Linked DNA regions of Mus musculus: region 1 is linked to region 2. A link is a contact called in public HiChIP or PLAC-seq data. All regions are on one chromosome and are shown on one strand. The core of a region is the stretch at or near the end of the contact, and the rest is flanking DNA. Distances in the headings are between cores, read along the strand shown. Region 1 overlaps Osbpl9 (oxysterol binding protein-like 9). Region 2 holds the start of 8030443G20Rik (RIKEN cDNA 8030443G20 gene).

Region 1 (3,306 bases), core at 213-2,712, 180 kb before region 2:
TTTGTTTTCTACTTTCAATCCTCCCTAGATATTTGAAATTATAATCTTCCCAAGTTTAATTATGAACTCCAGTATAGTGAGTAGCCAGTTAGACCTACCTCTCTAATCCATTTTTATTTTTGTTAGTAATTTACATTTTATTCCACAATTCATTTTTCTTACTCACTAAAATAAATTTTCAATGTAACAATCTAAGGAGAGTATTGAAAAGATGACGCTAATTATCACTCCAGTCCTTCTTCCTGAAGGGAAGAACAATGCCATTTCCTTGACCCTTCAGTCCTGTGTATGTTTAAGAACAACTTTTCCTGTGGCTACTAGGTAACTTTTATGTAGCCATGACAAGATACCTGATGGAAACAACTTAAAGGTGAGAAATCCCATTCAGCTCATGGTTTCCAAGGCATAATTAGTGTACCATGCGGTAGAGGGCATAGCAGAGCGGTAAGTGGGAATGGGGGTTTATTTGGGTTACTTCGGGAACACAGACAACTGAAGGGAAATGTGTCATGGAAAGCCACATCTCAGCATGGGCGGTGACTCTTGGAAGCTTCAGTTGCTAGAGCTCCCTGCAGGCAGTCATCAGTCTTCTGTCTCAAGCAAGTGCTGCTTATATATTATATAACCTTGGGAGGAGACCTGTGGATCTTACTTAGTAGGCAATCTTTTCAGTTTGGGGCACATTGCTTGGTGTGTGCTGGTGGAGAGAGAGAGTAAAGATTCATAATGAAAGGAACGTTTCTACAAGCCGTTAGACATATGTAGAAAACTCTAGGGTTCAATTTACTTCATCCAGTTTTGTTTTATTCTGGTTTGGTTTTTGATTTCTGGAGACTGGGTTTATCTGTGTAGCCTTGGTTGTCCTGGAACTCACTCTGACTGGATTTGAACTCAGAGATCCACCTACCTCTGCCTCCAGAGTGCTGGGATCAAAGGTGTGGCCCACCACTGCCTGGCCGCTAAGGGCCAGTTTAATGTTATGCTGGTCCTTCACAGGGATCGAACCCACCCTAGTGAGGTAGATATTTTTATCCTCACCATCCAGGGGTGGGCTTGAGGCTTGTATTAATTTGTATTTTTGGTCACACATGCAGGAAGTAACAGGGCCAAGATTTATATTGACAATTCTCATTATACAGTACTGTTTGTTTCCACCTTACTTTCTTGTGATTCTGGGTCAGTCACTCTGACTTATATTTTATCATACCGGAGCCCCTTTGTATCCACGTCACTTTCTCCCATTGCAGTATTAGTGTTTCATGGGAGTAGGTGTCGCAGGGTTCTTCTGTGCTCAGTGTATATCCAAGCAGAGGTCGACACTGCCTGGGCCCACTGAGGCAAGGTTAACTGGGACATTGGTCACATGGTAGTGAGTCACATCACAAGGCATGCTCAGTTCTGTCACCAACTATTAGGGAGGCTTGGAAGCCTAGCCACAGGACGCATGGGGATGTTCCCTGAATGGAGTTAATGACCAGGGAGTCAGACATTGACCTGTGCTCCATCTTCTTTCAGTTCTGGTCATGCTGCACAGTTCTCTTCTTACGCCAGCAGAGGGAGCAGTTCAAAGTGTTCGAGGGGAAAAAGCCCAACACATCTTCCTAGTTATTTGTTCTGTTCAGAAACTTGGTTTTCCTAGGAAAACTGAAGTGGTGCCTGAAATGGTGATGGTGCACAGTGATCTGCATAAACATAAATTGTGTTTGTCGTGAGTGCTGAATCGATGACATTCGATAGCTGTGTCTAGATTGTCTTCTAGAGGATGGGGCTGAAGCTTGTGGGACGTGCAGGGTTGTAACTACAGTCTTGATCTAGAAGTGTATCCTTTCTGAAGGAAAGGCAAAGATATTGTATTAGCAGCTTAGAGCTAAATATAGAAGAGAGAGGAAGTGGCTTGCTGCTGTTTGCCCTGAGCAGAATTCCTTGGAGAAACTGGAGCCAGAATGAAACCTTCAGATGGAATGTTGTTCTTGATAATTCAGAAATGCCTTCCCGCTTCTCCACTCCACAGGAACATGCGCACACTTCTCTTTAAGTACAAAAGCTCCCCCCCCCAGGAGCTAAAGAATGTCGTTTTTTCTAAGCATTTTATTAAAGTATAAGCATTTTATAAAGTAGCATACATTCATTATTATAATTTCTTGTAGGCTTCTGTTACTTTGTTAGGTCTTATCTAATTGATCTTGTTTATTTCAAAAGCAAACAAAAGAATTAGTAGCTGATTCATTTTTCACGTGTCACTTGCTTTGTTTTAGTCTTTTTCATAAATTTTACTTATTATTTCATTTTTATTGGCTTGTCTCACCCTGCAGTCTGGACCTGGAACTCTATCTAGACCAAACTGGCTTTGAACTGAGGGGTGATCCCCCTGACTCAGCTCTCCAAGTGCTGGTCATTCAGGCATGAGCTGCCACACCTAGCTCCTTCCTGAATTTTTTTTTTTTTTTTTTTTTTGAGAGACAGGGTTTTTCTGTGTAACCCTGGCTGTCCTGGAACTCACTCTGTAGACCAGGCTGGCCTCGAACTCAGAAATCCACCTGCCTCTGCCTTCTGAGTGCTGGGATTAAAGGTGTGCGCCATCACGCCCAGCTTTTTTTGTTTTTAAATAGGCATTGATTTCTCCTCCCCTTTTTTTCTTTATTAATCCAAGTAAAGTGATTATATCTTCCTTTCCTTTTGACCTTCTGTATGTCTCCTTGTGAGCTGAGACTTGGTTTGGCCCCTTAAAATCACCTTCTTTTGCCCCACTCTTCCCTCTCATCCCAAAATGCATTAAAGAGAAATTCTCATTTTTTCCCATAATAACATGTATTTGAATACTTCTTACTCATAAATTCAGTAAAACTTTTATTATTTTCTTAAAGACAAGTCCTGAAATATGGCTTTGGCTTACTTGATATTTGTTATGTATCCCAAGCTGGTTTTGAATTCAAATCCTCCCACCTAAGCTTCCAGAGTGCTGGGATTGCACGCAGGTATTGTACCATTAGCTTCTAGGGCTAGAGAGATGGCTCAGTGGATAAAGCACTGCCACCCAAGCTCGAGGACCTGAGTTTGGATTCCTAGAACCCATGGGAAAAGCTGGTGACAAGCTTAGCGTCAGTGAGAGACCTTGACTAACATAAGGTAGAGAGTGATTGAGGAAAATGCCTGACTTCACACATACACATATATGCATACATGTTCATGCACATATACAAATGCAGACCCCCCTACAAATGCACACACCCCATGCACAACTTGTACACGTGTGCACACACACCTACATACACATGCATGTGCATGCACACACTTTAAACAGCAAAC
Region 2 (3,105 bases), core at 463-2,962:
TATCTCCATAGTGCTGAGAATGTGGACAGTACCTCGCACTCATTAGATCTTTTTTTTAAAGTGTGTGAGAGGTTGTCTAGTGCTCACATTTACCCAACACAAGCCAAGGAATAGGTCTTCAGCTTTAGAAGGCATAAGAAACTATTGGGAAGATAGTTTACCATAAATGTAGCTTTGGAAGGCCATGTTCTGAGGAATGTCAATGATTACTTGACATTGCAATCCTGTCTTTGCTTTTGGGAAGGAAGGGGCCTTTCCCTATTTCCCTAGAACTGGTCCAACAGCCCAATTTCCTGTGCTCATCATCTGATCTGGGTCATTGTCTAAACCATTCAGAAGTTCCCTCCGGGATCAATGCCCCAGATTAGCATTCCGATCCTCACTCTCAGCCTGCTTGTCACCTCAGCCTGAAATGCTTCTTATTCTCCCTATTCACTTCTTCCCATCCACCAACGCTTAAGCTCAAGTCTATGTTCACAAGCATCTCTTTAGAAATTCTCTTAGCTTTTGAAGTGATATCTCTTCCTTGGGCTCTGAGGAAAGCAGTTCTCTCAGCACTGCTTCCCAAAAGGAATGATGTTCATGAAAAACAGGGTCTTTAACAAGCTGATGTCATCTTAGTAACCCCGAGGGCTGAGGTCACTAATGTCCTGATTCTGATTCCTGATGCTACGGTTGTGAGCGTCTGGTGTTTGTGACACTGAGACTTTATGTGGTTTGGGCACTATAAATGTATAGCAGTGACAGGGGTCTTATTTGGGGTGTTGAGGGAGGGAGGTGTGTTTCCAATTCTTCTCTCTCTCAATCTCTCTCTCTCTTTTTTGTTTTGTTTTGTTTTTGTTTTTTTTGAGACAGGGTTTCTCTGTATAGCCCTGGCTGTCCTGGAACTCACTTTGTAGACCAGGCTGGCCTCGAACTTAGAAATCGACCTGCCTCTGCCTCCCGAGTGCTAGGATTAAAGGCGTGCGCCACCACTGCCTGGCAATTCTTCTCTTCTTGAAGGGCTTCATTCAGTCAAGAAACACAGTTTGAACAGAGACTTATTCAGCACAGTAGCAGATATCTGTTTAGGAGAGAAGCATAAGCTTAGTCTGTAATGCTAGGCAAACCAAGCACGAAGAGGCCTGAAGTGGGCTGCCCCACAGAGAGAAGCATCAGGGTGGCTACTGCATTGTGGATTTTAAAGTGATTATATAAATATTTATGAGGTGGGTAGCATATTCATGTGGTAGGTAGGTGATGCTTATTCTGTCCCAAATTGTGGTGGACCAGTTTTTCCTTTTAGGTATTTTCCACCATGATTCCTACCAAGGGGGTGTGGCTGTCAAAACCATAACGAAAGTGATAGAATAATGAACTTAGGTCTTTTGAGGATTCAGACCCACCGATAGAGTACTCGTGGTGTCTTGGCTTCTGTGAGAAGAACCTAACGATCTTCAAGGATATGTAACAACAAAGGGACATTTCTGTTAGCAGATGTGTCAGCAGGATGTAATTACAGTTTGCCTTGGTTACCTCCTATCTTCCTTTACCCCCACCTATTTAGACAGGAACAGTGTCCTTCCTGGCATGGGTGGAAGCTTTCTTGGAAGCTGTCCTTGCAATTTAGCTGTGATTAGCTATAATAGATACAATCATACACGCAAGGACTGTGATGCCTTAAATATGCACTTGGGCTGCAGGGTGGGGGACGCTGTCTTGGGAGCCAGTTAGAGCCTTCCAAGACAGGTGGAACAATCCTCTTATCTGGTCAGCTTGGCTGTCTCATGCCCGCTGCAAGCCCTTTATTTCTCGCCCCGACTGTTCCCAGGTACACTTGTATTAACTTTAACATTCCTTTGAACCATAATATTTTGCTATCGCTGTGTTTTCCTTTGGTTTCTGTTGTGAGGAAAGGGGAGAAGTGGGTTTATTTAGCTTGACTGTTTACAAGGAAATGCACACAAGGAAACAGTTAAACTAAATATATGTTTACAGGGCATCAAGGAAAGCCAAAGCAGGAACCTGATAACGTGAACGGAAGCAGAGACCATGGAGGAAGACCGCTCCCTGCAGTCCCTGCTTGCTTCCCTGCCTTGCTCAGTCTGCAGTATATTTTTATACAACACAGGATCATCTGCCCACTCACAGAGGGCTAGACCCTCCCAAACCAATAATTCATCAAGAAAATACCCGATAGACTGGCTGACAGGCTAATCTGATGGGTATAATATTTCAGTTGGGGTTCCATTTTCCCAGGTGACTCTGATTAGTGTCAAGTTAGTAGAAGCACTCACAGTGACAGTTGCCCTTGAATTTCTGTTAACAAATGGGTAAAACATGGAATAGTCAAAACAATGTTTGATGAACAGTTTTAATTGTTTCGTGTGGTTCCTTGAAAGGGACCACATATTTTAGTACTCTGAGAAGCCTGTCAAAGAGTTTTTCACTAGACTACTCAGCTTGTGTATTATTGACTCTCAGCCAGCTGACACAGTCTTTATTTTCTTGCTGACCAAGACCTGGGGCTTGTTTACCGGTTCCATTGTGATGACTCATTAAGTCTGAGGCAATAAGAACCAAGGAATGTGTGACCCTGTGATGGACTGAGCTGTGCCACCCAACAAATTCATGTGTTCATATCCTAACCCCAGATGACTATCGTGGGAGGTAGGATCTTTGAGAACGCAATCAAGGCAAACAAGGTCACAAGGATGAGGCTCCAATCCTTCACGACCATGTTCTTATGAGAACAGGCAGAAACAATTTTGGCACTAGAAACTGAGCCCATCATAACCACATATTCAATAGATTACTGAACGCTAGCCACCCATTCTGGAATGAGGTTGAACTTTTTTTCTTTTTTGGAACAGGGTCCCGTGTATCCCAGGCCTGCCTCAAACTCCCTAAATAGCTGAGGCTGGCCTAGCTTATAGAGTGCTGAAGTCCAAACCCAGGGTGTCAGACATTTTAGGTGTTTGGTTTTGGACCCTGTGAAAAGGAACCGGGGTGTGCATCTTACATATCAAAGCAGACCTGGCCTCCAGGTTCTCCCAACATCCCTCAACCTGGCATATCCTGCCCCAAACCCTGAACTTTCCAGCCCAGAGGCTGGGCTGCCCTTGC

What was found. HiChIP or PLAC-seq counts read pairs in DNA pulled down with a chosen protein or histone mark.
Region 1: a contact with region 2 is called in a CTCF HiChIP or PLAC-seq map of the NIH/3T3 cell line, with 8 read pairs. The contact joins the enhancer-like site here to the promoter of 8030443G20Rik in region 2. A contact is called at or near these places in 1 of 15 datasets of contacts at CTCF or cohesin (the NIH/3T3 cell line), 10 of 484 Hi-C or Micro-C datasets (the Ba/F3 cell line, the C10 cell line, the G1E-ER4 cell line and 2 more), 4 of 115 datasets of contacts at active chromatin or transcription factors (all in embryonic stem cells) and 2 of 9 other capture datasets (embryonic stem cells and liver).

The regions. Positions count from the first base shown.
Region 1 is chr4:109,146,002-109,149,307 of GRCm38.p6, reverse strand. All of the region lies in intron 3 of Osbpl9 (oxysterol binding protein-like 9), which reads left to right. All of the region lies in intron 1 of Gm52703 (a long non-coding RNA gene), which reads right to left. Among named protein-coding and RNA genes, the nearest start is that of Gm52703, 15 kb to the right of the region's middle. Within about 2 kb of position 1,462, at least 85 of the 459 cell types and tissues checked have an H3K27ac peak or open chromatin away from gene starts, as enhancers often do. A contact at or near this core is called in the NIH/3T3 cell line, liver and muscle stem cells, where this site is marked.
Region 2 is chr4:108,970,684-108,973,788 of GRCm38.p6, reverse strand. It overlaps 8030443G20Rik (RIKEN cDNA 8030443G20 gene), which reads left to right and starts at 1,712. Exons shown (of 6, transcript NR_040664.1): 1 at 1,712-1,810.